Linked DNA regions of Mus musculus: regions 1, 3 and 4 are each linked to region 2. The links are chromatin contacts, called in public Hi-C, Micro-C and promoter capture Hi-C maps. All regions are on one chromosome and are shown on one strand. The core of a region is the stretch at or near the end of the contact, and the rest is flanking DNA. Distances in the headings are between cores, read along the strand shown. Region 1 overlaps Banp (BTG3 associated nuclear protein). Region 2 overlaps Zfp469 (zinc finger protein 469). Region 3 holds the start of Snai3 (snail family zinc finger 3). Region 4 has its middle 39 kb from the start of Gm34413.

Evidence for each region. Promoter capture Hi-C pulls out the DNA fragments that hold promoters and counts their contacts. A called contact is a pair of places that touch in the nucleus more often than the background predicts.
Region 1: a contact with region 2 is called in a Hi-C map of bone marrow-derived macrophages, with 33 read pairs. The contact joins two enhancer-like sites. A contact is called at or near these places in 2 of 39 promoter capture datasets (embryonic stem cells and trophoblast stem cells), 1 of 15 datasets of contacts at CTCF or cohesin (pro-B cells), 5 of 484 Hi-C or Micro-C datasets (the AML12 cell line, bone marrow-derived macrophages, cumulus cells and 2 more), 7 of 115 datasets of contacts at active chromatin or transcription factors (SST interneurons, bone marrow-derived macrophages, craniofacial prominence and 3 more) and 2 of 9 other capture datasets (adipose tissue and embryonic stem cells).
Region 3: a contact with region 2 is called in a promoter capture Hi-C map of embryonic stem cells, with 2.7 times the contacts expected there. The contact joins the promoter of Snai3 here to the enhancer-like site in region 2. A contact is called at or near these places in 13 of 39 promoter capture datasets (the 3T3-L1 cell line, 3T3-L1-derived adipocytes, the C10 cell line and 9 more), 20 of 484 Hi-C or Micro-C datasets (the G1E-ER4 cell line, Th1 cells, bone marrow-derived macrophages and 8 more), 8 of 115 datasets of contacts at active chromatin or transcription factors (bone marrow-derived macrophages, embryonic stem cells, epiblast stem cells and 3 more) and 4 of 9 other capture datasets (adipose tissue, embryonic stem cells, liver and 1 more).
Region 4: a contact with region 2 is called in a Micro-C map of embryonic stem cells, with 3 times the contacts expected there. The contact joins two enhancer-like sites. A contact is called at or near these places in 7 of 39 promoter capture datasets (the 3T3-L1 cell line, the HPC-7 cell line, HPC-7-derived erythroid cells and 4 more), 1 of 15 datasets of contacts at CTCF or cohesin (pro-B cells), 9 of 484 Hi-C or Micro-C datasets (the G1E-ER4 cell line, beige adipocytes, bone marrow-derived macrophages and 5 more), 4 of 115 datasets of contacts at active chromatin or transcription factors (astrocytes, bone marrow-derived macrophages and embryonic stem cells) and 3 of 9 other capture datasets (adipose tissue, embryonic stem cells and pancreatic islet).

Annotation. Positions count from the first base shown.
Region 1 is chr8:122,020,587-122,023,286 of GRCm38.p6, reverse strand. Banp (BTG3 associated nuclear protein) reads right to left here. Exons shown (of 14, transcript NM_016812.4): 12 at 2,643-2,700. Among named protein-coding and RNA genes, the nearest start is that of Mir7237, 44 kb to the right of the region's middle. Within about 2 kb of position 1,401, at least 78 of the 459 cell types and tissues checked have an H3K27ac peak or open chromatin away from gene starts, as enhancers often do. A contact at or near this core is called in SST interneurons, bone marrow-derived macrophages and forebrain, where this site is marked.
Region 2 is chr8:122,268,360-122,271,059 of GRCm38.p6, reverse strand. Zfp469 (zinc finger protein 469) reads right to left here. Exons shown (of 3, transcript NM_001362883.1): 3 at 1-2,700. Among named protein-coding and RNA genes, the nearest start is that of Zfpm1, 12 kb to the left of the region's middle. Within about 2 kb of position 1,444, at least 50 of the 459 cell types and tissues checked have an H3K27ac peak or open chromatin away from gene starts, as enhancers often do. A contact at or near this core is called in SST interneurons, bone marrow-derived macrophages, embryonic stem cells and 3 more, where this site is marked.
Region 3 is chr8:122,459,283-122,461,982 of GRCm38.p6, reverse strand. Snai3 (snail family zinc finger 3) reads left to right here and starts at 1,294. Exons shown (of 3, transcript NM_013914.3): 1 at 1,294-1,444. The coding sequence starts at 1,369.
Region 4 is chr8:122,054,849-122,057,548 of GRCm38.p6, reverse strand. It overlaps a transcript of Zfp469 not described here. Among named protein-coding and RNA genes, the nearest start is that of Gm34413, 39 kb to the left of the region's middle. Within about 2 kb of position 1,363, at least 43 of the 459 cell types and tissues checked have an H3K27ac peak or open chromatin away from gene starts, as enhancers often do. A contact at or near this core is called in embryonic stem cells, where this site is marked.

The DNA of each region.
Region 1 (2,700 bases), core at 152-2,651, 250 kb after region 2:
GAGAGAGAGAGAGAAGGGAAGAGCTACTGTGGTGGGGAGAGTGAGAGGTAAACAGGCTGTGGGGAGGGTATAAGCAGAGACACCAGGAGCAAGTCACTACAGAACAGACCCCTCGGTCCTTCTTAGCTGCATCCTTCCAGCATCCTGACCCTGTATAACTAGTGACCCTGCCTCAGAATGGACCTGGAGGAGGGACTAAACTCAGGGTGACCCTTGGGGTGACCCCAGCCCTGGATATTCTTACCACTGATTCACTTCCCACAAACCACACCTGGTGCTCACACAACTGGGCAGGGGGCTCGAGGCAGGCAATGCAGAGCCTCCATCTGCTCCTTCACAGTTGCCAGGAACCATGGGCCCCGCCCTCATCAGTGTTGTACAGTCCCAGGCAGGCAAGAACAGCAGTGGACGGAATGCCCATATTGGAGGCTCCTGTGGCATGATGGCACACCACCCTTTGGTATGGAGAAGACCATGTGGTTCCCCACAAGCAGAGACAGCAGCACAAACACCCAGTCAACTTCTAAGAAGAGCTGTGCTGTCAGATGACATGTGCCTTTTTAAAGGACACACTGCAATCGAGGACAGTGTCTCTTATGCTAATGAGGGTCTGCCAAACGAAAACACACTCAGGTTCACGGTAGTGGGAAAATATTGAGGGGGGGGTACTTTTTTTAATGACTGAAAAGCCCTTTTTAACATTTTTGAATAGCTAAGAAAAAGTGAGAACTATTTGGGGAAATGACTGCCAAAAGACTGAATATAGCTGTCCCCTTGGCAACTGCTGCTGAACTCCGTCAGATGGGCTGCAGTGACAGAATCAGGAAGTGGCTCTTTCCTAAGGACTCTTGGCATGTCTTTGGGAAGTGGTCGCTCTACCTCTTTCCTGGAGAGTGCAGTGGCTTCTGGGTCATCTCACTTCCAGTGTGAGTCCGCGCACCTATGGAGGACCTGACAGACTCTGCTCAGGGAAGAGTCAAGAGACAGCAGCAGCAGTGACAGCCTGTCCCTGCACACAGACAGCCCTCCAGACACACCTCCCTGAACCTGCTTACTGATGCTTTTCTGTATGTCAACATCTGGGCATAGGAGGACAGGAATCTCCATGGGCCATGGTGACAGGCAGTGGGCTATGCAAACACAGGGGAGCTGGCCCTCGGCCCTCTCTAGGTGCTTAAACTCAGGTTAATTAAAAGGAAAGAGGGTGTGCAAACACACATCTGGGCTCTGGTTTCCAGGCAAGCTCAAAAGTCCACATAAACACTTGCCTGGTACTTCTGCCCCCAAAACCTCAGCGTTCCCTATTCCACACCCACTCTGGCACAGCTGCTGCACAATGCTACTGGCCACACCCTCCCTCTTCAGAGCAGAGCAGGGCAACAGATGCTGAGTTGCCCAACAGCTGGCTGACAGTAAAGGCTCCTGGTTTTAGATTAAGCTAGGCCCCTTGCAGAGGGAAAAGCCTGAACAGAGTACAATGATCCAGTCTTCTAAGAGTCACTGACAGAGCCCTTGGGTTTCTCCTTCACACTGACTTGTAGGCAAGGTCATCGTCTGTGCTCAGAACTACATTTCTCCAGGCCTGGTGCTCTGCTTCATCTGACCAAGCAGGTCAACGTGAAACAAAACCTAGAATTTTATATTTAGGAAAGAGCAAGCAAGAGCTCCTGTTTGGGGACGGCCATTGGTGGCAGACTTGGTTAGAGCCTTGGCTCTTCCAGACTCTTGACCTTTCATGGGTAGGCAGGGCAGCTTGGGCTCTCTCTTCCCCTGCATTTACCCAGAATACCTCCTGCTCTCTTTACTCAGCAGTTCTTGTGGATCTTATTGGGTCCCACATGCTTCTCTGCCAACCCTGCAGGCTAGCGAAGCCATGCTCTACAGACAGATGAACATTTCCCACACAGCATCTGAGTCCCCGGAGCTTCCTAGTCTCACTGCAAGAACCTGAGGTCAAACAGACAGGACAGTGTCTATGGAGGATCTTTGGCCCACGTGTACCTGGCTGTCTCCCCTGACCTACCCTGGGCCATCCACCAGGGTAACCCAAGGACAGGCAGTGGGAGGGGGGGGGGGTTCCTTGAACAGCAGAAGCAGCAGCTTCAGAAGGAAGGAAAGGACACAAACACCAGAACTGCTGCAATAGCAGAATGGCCCTGTCTCCAAGAATGAAAGGCTCCGTGGGACGAAGGCTCCAAGCTCAGCAGATGGGCCTGACTTAATGGCCATTCATCAAGCCATATGTCTTCATATGCCATCAATTGTTTCGTATGCCTATACACATGTCTTAAGACACATGTGGTCATAGATGTGCACATGCACACATCTGCATGTAAAGTCCATGCCTGTTCACAGTGACCTTGTCAGCAATGCCAAACCCCTAACATGCACCTCCACTCTGATGTCTCTGGCTGCCCAAGCAAGCTCTTAGCCTCAGGCCTCTGTGGGATTCAGCATAGACAGTGGCAGTCATTGTGGCAGCCTCTGTAAGCCTGGGCTTAGTGTGTGGCACAGGCTCTGTAAGGACCTATGGCAAGCAGGACGTGCCTGCTGTCCAGAGCTCTGACCTGACCCTTCTTTCAAGGTCCCTGGAAAACACTGGTCAGGCCACCCACATCTCCCGACAAGAAACACTTACAAACCTGGATCATTTCATTTCCAGCAGGCAGATCAAGTGTGTCTCCTCCCAGAGGCCAAAGC
Region 2 (2,700 bases), core at 195-2,694:
CTTGCTTTCGGGGGGCCCTGGATGACTTGTCGGGGGCCAAGGGGGCTTTCCCAGTGTTTCCCACGCTTCCATGTCTGCCCAGTCCCAGGGCCTGGCCCTTCCTTTGTCTTCCATGGCTTTCTCTTTTCTCCCTGGGACTTGAATGCACTTGGACCCCCTGATGAACAGCGTCCCCAGGCCCTCTGGTGCTACCCTTGGTGTGGGCTCGAGGTGGGGGCTGGTCCGGGGTGGAGCTCGCCCAGCTAGGACAGCTGGGCTCAGTAGGGGTGGAGGCCATCTCACTTTGGAGCTGCCCACTGGTTGGCTGGGGCTGGCTGCCACCCCCTGTCTGAGTGCCAGGCTGGAGCCCTCCACTGCTCTGAGGGGTGCCTCGCAGTTTACCTTTAGAAGTGTTGGGCTTTACCCTGTCCTCAGGACTCAAGACCAGCTCTGCGGCTGGGATCCCCATCCCTCCTGGTTTTCGGGGTGGTGCTGGTGGCTTCAGTGCTTTTTTGGTGGGCTCTGCTGCTCTGTGATGGGAGGTACTTGAGTAGGCTCCTGGTTTGGTGGCATTGCCCTTCTGGGAGGGACCCTCTATTCTCCCCTCAGGTGCCATGTGGTGTGTGGTCACTAGCCTCTCCTGGAGCTGAGAGGGGTGCCCTGGGGAACACCCAGGGGCACACTTGTCTCCGTTGCCTGGACTCTTGTGTTTTCCTGGGAACAGGTGAAGGGCCCTCTTTTCCCCTACCAGAGCCTGCCATTTACATGGCTCAAGGCTTCCCAAGGAAGCCTCGTGTTCTGGTTTCTCCAGGGTTCTGTTCAGCTTGCAGCAGCCGCCTGTACCTTCAGCTGAGGCAGCTGAGAAAGGAGACAGAGACGGAGGTGGAAGATCCTGGCCACTCAGTGGTAGGTTGTTCCCCCTGGGTGAGTGGTCTGCCTGGTCCACAGGGTTCTCTTGAGAACTGGGCTGGTCCAGGATGAGGCTAGGCGCTAGGGGCAGTGCAGGAAGGGACACCTCACTTGGTGTAGGGCTGGTTGTGGAGGGGATTCTGTCAGTGCTGAGCTCAGGGGGACTGAAGGGCGCCATCAGCCTGTTCTGCTTGCTGGGTAGCACATCCTGGGAGACACGGGTCTTCCTCCTAGGAACCCCTGGCCGCTTAACACTCCGGAGTGTGAAGGGCTGCAGGTCGCAACTCAGGTGCTTGCCCATGTGCCTGTCGAATTGCTCCTTCTTTGCAAAGGTGTAGTTGCAGGAGCTGCAGACAAAGGACCTCCTGATGACGTGCATGACATTGGCGCAGAGCTCACAGGCATAGAGAGGCACGTGTGGGAGCTCCTTCTCCTCTGTCACCCCGTGGGTCAGGCCCAGGTGTACCTTCAGCTCCCAGGGCTCAGGGTAGACCTGCGGGCACCGGGGACACAGGTAGACGCGCTGTGGGCTGTGCACCGCCAGGTGGCGCTGCAGCTTGAAGGGCTTGGGGAACTGCTTCCCACAGTGGTGGCAGTCACGGGAGGGGTCCTTGCAGTCCTCGTGCACTGGTACAGCTTGGAGCGGGGACTCGCCGTGGGACCAAGGGTCTGGGGACGGGGCGGGGGGCGTCTTGGCAGAGTCAGAGCAGGTGGCAGAACTGCTGGTCAGAACGGATAGGCTGCCTCCTTCGGCGCCATCTTGGCTGGGGGTGACCGAGGCACGTGCCTTGCGCTTCATCCTTCTTGGGGTTTTCTTTCCAGCGTCTCCTTCCTGCTCTGATGGCTCCCTACTGTCTTTGCCGATCGAGCGCTTGGTCCTCTGGGGTTTGGATGCTCGCTCCACAATGGTGTTCAGGAAGTGCGTGAGGGCGCTTTCCCCTTCCAAGCACCCGGGCAGGTCTCCTAAGGCTCGCCGCGCCTGGCCATTTCGGGCAAAGCGGGCTGCGTGCTCCCGAAGGTGCTGGTTGTACATCCAGACATCAGCCACCTCCTTCAGGCACATGCCACAGGCCCACGGCCCTGCTTTGCCCTGCACGTGCTTCTCCCACAAGTGCTCCCGTAGAAGCTCCCGGGAACTGAATCTGCGCTCCACGCACAGGTAGCAAGTTGGGGGCGGCGAGGGGCTGTGCGACAGCTTATGGAGATCCAGCTCGCCCAGGCTATGGAACCGCTGGAAGCACACCCTGCACTTGTAGGAGGCCCTCTTGCCCTTCACCCGCAGGTCTCTGCCTTTGGCTCGTCTGGCCCGGGCAGTTCCCTCCATTCTTTTGTCTGGAGGGCCTTGTGAATTTGCTGTGACCTGGAAGTCTAGGGCGCCTGGGTTAGAGAGTTCAACAAGGTCACTACAGGGTCTCAGAAAGCACAGGTCTTGTATCTCCAGCTGGGTGCTGAGAGCCTCAAAGTCCTTAACGTAAAGTGGGGGCAGGCTGGCATTTCCAGGAGGCCTGTTGTCATGTTCCCTTTCTAGGTTAGGGGGTTCCGGGCTCATGTCTCCAACAGAAGAGGCTGTCTCACAGGCTGGGCTACAGTGTTCCAGGTCCCGCCAGGCTGCTGGGACCATGTGCAGCTGCGGGATGGGCTCTGACCATTCATCTTGGTTCTCCATCAAGCAGGAAGGCTTCTCCTCCACGCAGCTGGTTTGCCTGTCGGATTCCAGGGCCCACAGGCTGAGGCTGGGGGTCCATGGGTCAAGGCCAGGTGTCTTATTGCTTAGAAGGCCATCGAGGAGGAGGGACTCGGGCAAACTCATGA
Region 3 (2,700 bases), core at 45-2,544, 190 kb before region 2:
GCCTCTCTCCCGCTGGGAAGGCTTCCCACAGCCGTGGGCTTAAGAATTTTAAACCCCAGTGCTGGAGACAGCTACTACCTCTTCCCTGGGGCTGCATGAAGCCTGCTGGCCTGTAACTGTGAGTCATAGCTGAAGAATGAACTTGCACAGCAGCAAGGTGAGGGGGCTCAGAGAAGTGGGGATCTCCAATTTCCTTCACGGTAATGGCTTATGAATGTCAGAAGCCTATTGGGGCCCCGCCTCAAAGGTGGGCCCAGCACCTTTCATGAAACTGGCAGTTCCCCTCAAGCAGGCCAGATCATCCCTCTTTAAGGAGGTTAGGAGATGAGCTGGGAGAGTCAGCCCAAGGCTACGCATTGTGTGGGTGGACAGGAAGGATATGCAAGTGCAAGCCGGTTTAGGAACCATAGGCTTTTTATCTATGCCTGGAAGGGGAGAGGTTACAAAAAAGGCTACTTACAAATCCAAGGTACAGGGGAATGGGCAGCCAGCAGGAATGTGTCCTCAGATAGCCTTCCCACAGATGCCCTATTTCCACACAATTACACCATAACAAAAGAGTACTTGCAGCCACATCTGACCAGCCAGGAGTGTGGGCTAATGTTACCAGTTCTGTCGACCACAGAACTCTCAGAACCTTGCTTTTCTCCCAGAAACGGAATGACACCAGCTACCGTGCCCTGCAACCGTGAATGTGAACGCCAGGGTGACTCAGGCCCCTTCCCCCACTGTCTCCTACGCTGCCGACTCACCTTCCCTTCCCACCTCAGCCCACAGATGCCAAGGAATGTGGGGTTATAGGGTAAAGTTCAGTTCTGGCCACACAGCCCTGCTACTCAGCCACAGACAGACACACCCAGTTGGTGCTCTGTCCACCTACCCCAGAGACTGTCCCACCAGACTCTAACGTCGTAAACATCCACACGGAGAGCCTAGACAACCAGACAGGGCTGTTCCGACTCTCCTGGGCATGGATTATAAAGGATGCTGGAGAGGTTAGGGACTCTGCTCGGCCAAGTTGGCTGGCACCTGTCACCTAACCCTGAACTCTGCTCTTTCATCCAGGGCAGGTCGATGGCGAGCCCCCGCGGGGTCGGTGCGTGACCATGACGCGGGCCAGCGGAGTCCCGTGGGGCAGACACCGCCGACCACGCGGCGGGTTCCCCGCCCGCGCACCTGTCCTGGGCGTGGCTTCGCGGCCCCGCCCCGCCGTGCTCCGCGCTGGTTGGCTGAGGTGGTGCGCTATGCTAATGAGCCTGACCCTTCTCGCACCTGCCGGCCGCGCGGCCCGCCGGCGCCGCCAGACTCTGCAGTCGGTAATCCCGCTGCAGGCTCTGGCTAGACTCTGCCTGCTCTCGGGAGGGGACCATGCCGCGCTCCTTCCTGGTGAAAACGCACTCCAGTCACAGGGTCCCCAACTACGGGAAACTGGAGACACTGAGAGGTAGGGGTTGGCCGGATCTCCGCCCCCAGCTCGCAGCGCTTCGGGGCTGGAGGCAGCTGGGAAGTCCTTGGGAGCTGGGTCACACCTGCCCCAGGTGAGAGGGGAAGGGGCTAGAGTTTTCCATTTCAACAGAGGAGGAGGTTCCCCTTCTGGCTTAAGACTGGGGCTCTAAGAGGGATGTGCCCAGGGCAACTAACTTCTCTGCTTCAGAAGATTCGGGCATGCCTTGGGCTCCCCACTTGGCAAAGTTTCCTGAGCCCCAGATCTCCCCGGAGCTCTCCCTGCGGACTGCTCAGCTGAAGTCCTGAAGTCCTCTCTGTGCAGGTCTGGAAGGGTCCAAACTTAAAGTATGTCCCAGGCGCTGTATACACCCACCTAAAGAAGGTCTCACTAACCACAAGGCCAGGAAACTTGTCCTACCCGCAGATGGTGGCTGGTGAGAAAAGGCAGGACTCCCCCAGAGCATCCTGCCTCGTGGGTGGTGAGCTCATTGATAGAGCAAACAACCTCTGGTGGTCTTCGCTCTTCCCAGAAGCCTCCTTGCTCTCCTGGTGCAGTGACCAAGGAAGAGCCGACCTCCACACAACAGGCTCAGTTGTCCACCTTTACGGCTAGGTTCAGGGGCTTTAGGTCTGAGCACCTGAGAAGAGAACCCTTAATCTTCAGAGCCAGCCTGATGGTCAGAGCTACCCCCACTCAGGTGGGCAACTTCTCAGAGAAAGACCTACTAGGAAGTTGCCCAGTGCCTCGGGACACTTTGGATGTCGGGCCTCAGGCCAGCACCCCTCATATAGCCCCAGCTGGTGGGAGTTCTTGGATCAGGCCCCATCATCACCTCTGCTGCCACCAGGGGGTGCTATCTAGGACCCTGCTCTTGGGGGTGGGGGAGACATTTTTGATTCAATTTAGTGAGTCACCAACAGCAGTTCTATAACAGACGCTATTAGAGTGTGATTTTTCTTTTGGTTGGGTGGTTGGGTCTCCTTACAGAGGAGGTAGAAAGTTGTACTTATAGTGAATGTAGTTTTTTTTCCTTGTATGGAGGATAGAATCAATGCCCCACACAAGACTAGTCAAGCACTTACCACTGAGCCATGCCTCTGGCCCTAGGCCATTGTTTTAAGAGTTAAAACCTTAGATTGCACTTGGAGAGCACATACCAGCTTACTTCCTTTTTTTTTTTTTTTGGTTTTTCGAGACAGGGTTTCTCTGTGTAGCCCTGGCTGTCCTGGAACTCACTTTGTAAACCAGGCTGG
Region 4 (2,700 bases), core at 114-2,613, 210 kb after region 2:
AGGTGACAGGTAGGGGGATCCTAGATGCCCTATGGGTTTTAAGCTGCCGTCTGTCATCATTCATAGGCAAATGAATAGAAGGCTTCCTGGTTGTGCCACACTGGGAAACAGGAGCGAGTGGGCTGGAAGGCCTGTGCCTGGCATAGCTGAGCAGTGAGATTCGCTTGTCCTGTCTTTCTTCTGAGAGGTCCTCACTCCTCCTACCCCTGCTCCCTGTCCTTACCCTGGATACACTGACGCAGCTCTGTCCATGGCCATGAGAACAGAGAGACAGACTGACATGGGACCCCTATTGTAAAGAATAAACCTGCTCTCAGAGGCCATCCTGGACACATCACAGCAGTGCAATGTGGTCTGGCAGCTGCTTTGACAACTCGGGATTAGGAAGACAGGATGAGGAGGTTACGGAGAAAGCAGCGAGTGATTTATCATCCTTAGGCCATTGGAATCAATTATGGATGCACACAAGTATGTATGGCATTTCACCTACTCAACTCTCCCGGAGGCCCAGGGCTGGGCTTAGACATGGGAGCCAAGAGCCCAGCATTAGGGCCAAACTCTCACGGGCCCTGGGCCAAATGAACCCCCTTCAGAGTTCGTGTTCTATCTACATAATTGATGACATCTCATGTTGAAGCCTGACCAGGGCTTGTGACCAACGTCAGCTTTCAGCTCATGATATAGTAGGGACTCCACTGCCCTCAGAGTCCCCACTCACTCCAACCCATCCTCTCAAGCCCTGGAACCAACACTACCAGCTCCCAGGGACTGATCCCACTGCCCCCAAGCGGAAGCCAGACGATCCAGTATAGCATGTTGGCCTTCCAGTTATGGTGGCCTGATCCACCCCTTCAGGATCAGCGTGGGACACCCACAAACATCTTTCACCCAGTGGGGAGCTGATGCGTATAGCAGATCTCTGTTTACTCAACAGGCCCTACCCAGGGGTACAATGACTCGGGTTTTCTGGTCTTTAGCCTTGTCCAGCAGTGGCTTCTCTCATACCCTCTGCTGCCATGCTGGGTTCTAGCCCAGCCACTGGAGGTCCAGGGAGCCCTCTCCCTCCCCACCCCCCATCATCAGTAGGTGGCTAGGTGATATGCCATGGCCACTTCCTCCAGCCACCCTTAAGTAAGTTCCCAGCCCCTGCACTAAGGCTACCCTCTCACACCTGATGATGTCACTCTAGGAAATGCAAATGAGGGCAAAGCACAGAGTGGCTTGTCCTGTATGGAGTAGGTAGAACCCAGCCTTCTGCCCACACCAGGGGGAGCCAGCTCCTGCCTGGTGGTGGGCCTCTGGCTCCCTTTAAAGACCCCACCCAACCTCAGGGTGGCCCTGAGTCTATTCTGAGCCCTCTGAGAAATGAGCCAGGGCAAAGGTTTCTCTCTTTTCACAGACTTGTGTCTCTGGCACGTGTGCTCTCTGTCCTGTCTTGGGGGAGGTTCCCTAGCTGCTTGATGGAGTTTGGCTTCCCCCACCCTATTCTTCCCAGAAGAGCCTGATCTCTGGATTAGACAAAGCCTCACTCTGCAAACTTGGCTGGCCACGGTCAGAACAAAACTCAGACCTCCCATCTACCTACCCACAATTCCCTCGTTTTACCGGGAGGAGCAGGCTGAGTAGCTGAGGCTAGCCTCCCTGCCAGTCAGCCACCTTCGCTTCCCTTAGACAGAACTCAAGTAGCGAGGGGCCGGGAAGCCCACTGCGAGCTGCAAACTCGAGGTTGTCCCCAGCTGTGTCACAGGCCACCCCCATCCAGCAGGAACAGCTTCCTGCACCAGAGCCCCAGTCCCCTCCCACTTCTGGAACATGCACCCAAGCCACAGACCCGAAGTCCCATAGCAGGTGTTGCCTACGGCCACACCTGCAGCAAGGGATTCCAATGAAAACCTCAATGTCTGGCTGCTTTTACGCAACCGGCCGGAAAGGGAATTGGTGACCTGGAGAATGGCTGAATGCTTCCAGAAGAGCAAGGTCAAGCTCATCGGGACAGCTAATGATGATGGATGCAAGCTAGGCTGGAGGGGCTCCTGAGGATGCCCCAGGGATGGCAGTGGGCGAGGCCTCTGAGCCTGGGATCTGCCCTTAAAGGAACAGGAAGGAGGGGAGGGAGGGAGGGTGGAGAAACAGACTCCCGGCCAGCTCCGTGACCCCTCAGCTTATGCGAAGCAGCCATACTTGCTCTCTTCTTTGTCAAGGCTCCATGGAAGCTCAGCAAACTGAGGTGGGAAGAGGCTGTACTTCCAGCCTGCCCACTCACTGCCTAGCCTCTGCCTCAGAAGCCGTGAAGGCCTGCTGGGTATAAGGGAGTGGCCTCTGGTCTCCTGCTCCATTGCTGCCTCTTCAGAACTGATCTGTAAATTCCCCCGACACTCCCCATGAATTTGCCTGCTTGGCTCAGTGGATCTGTGAGATGCTGGCAGCATCTTCCCATCTCCCTCATAAATGAATGCATTAAGATTGCTGGCATGTATGCCTTTGGTATGTATATGTCAGGACATCATCTTCTAAAACCCGCCTTTCATACAGGGGTCGCACTGCTGGGAAACCGTAGAGCAGCAATCTGAGCCCAGATCAGCCCACTCTACCCAGAGAGGGAAATCAGCCCCACATCTGCATGTCATTGAAGTGCTGCTCTGCTTTATGGTGGAGGAAGTCCAAGTTCAGGGATGGGAGAGAAAGCAAAAGCCAGCAGAC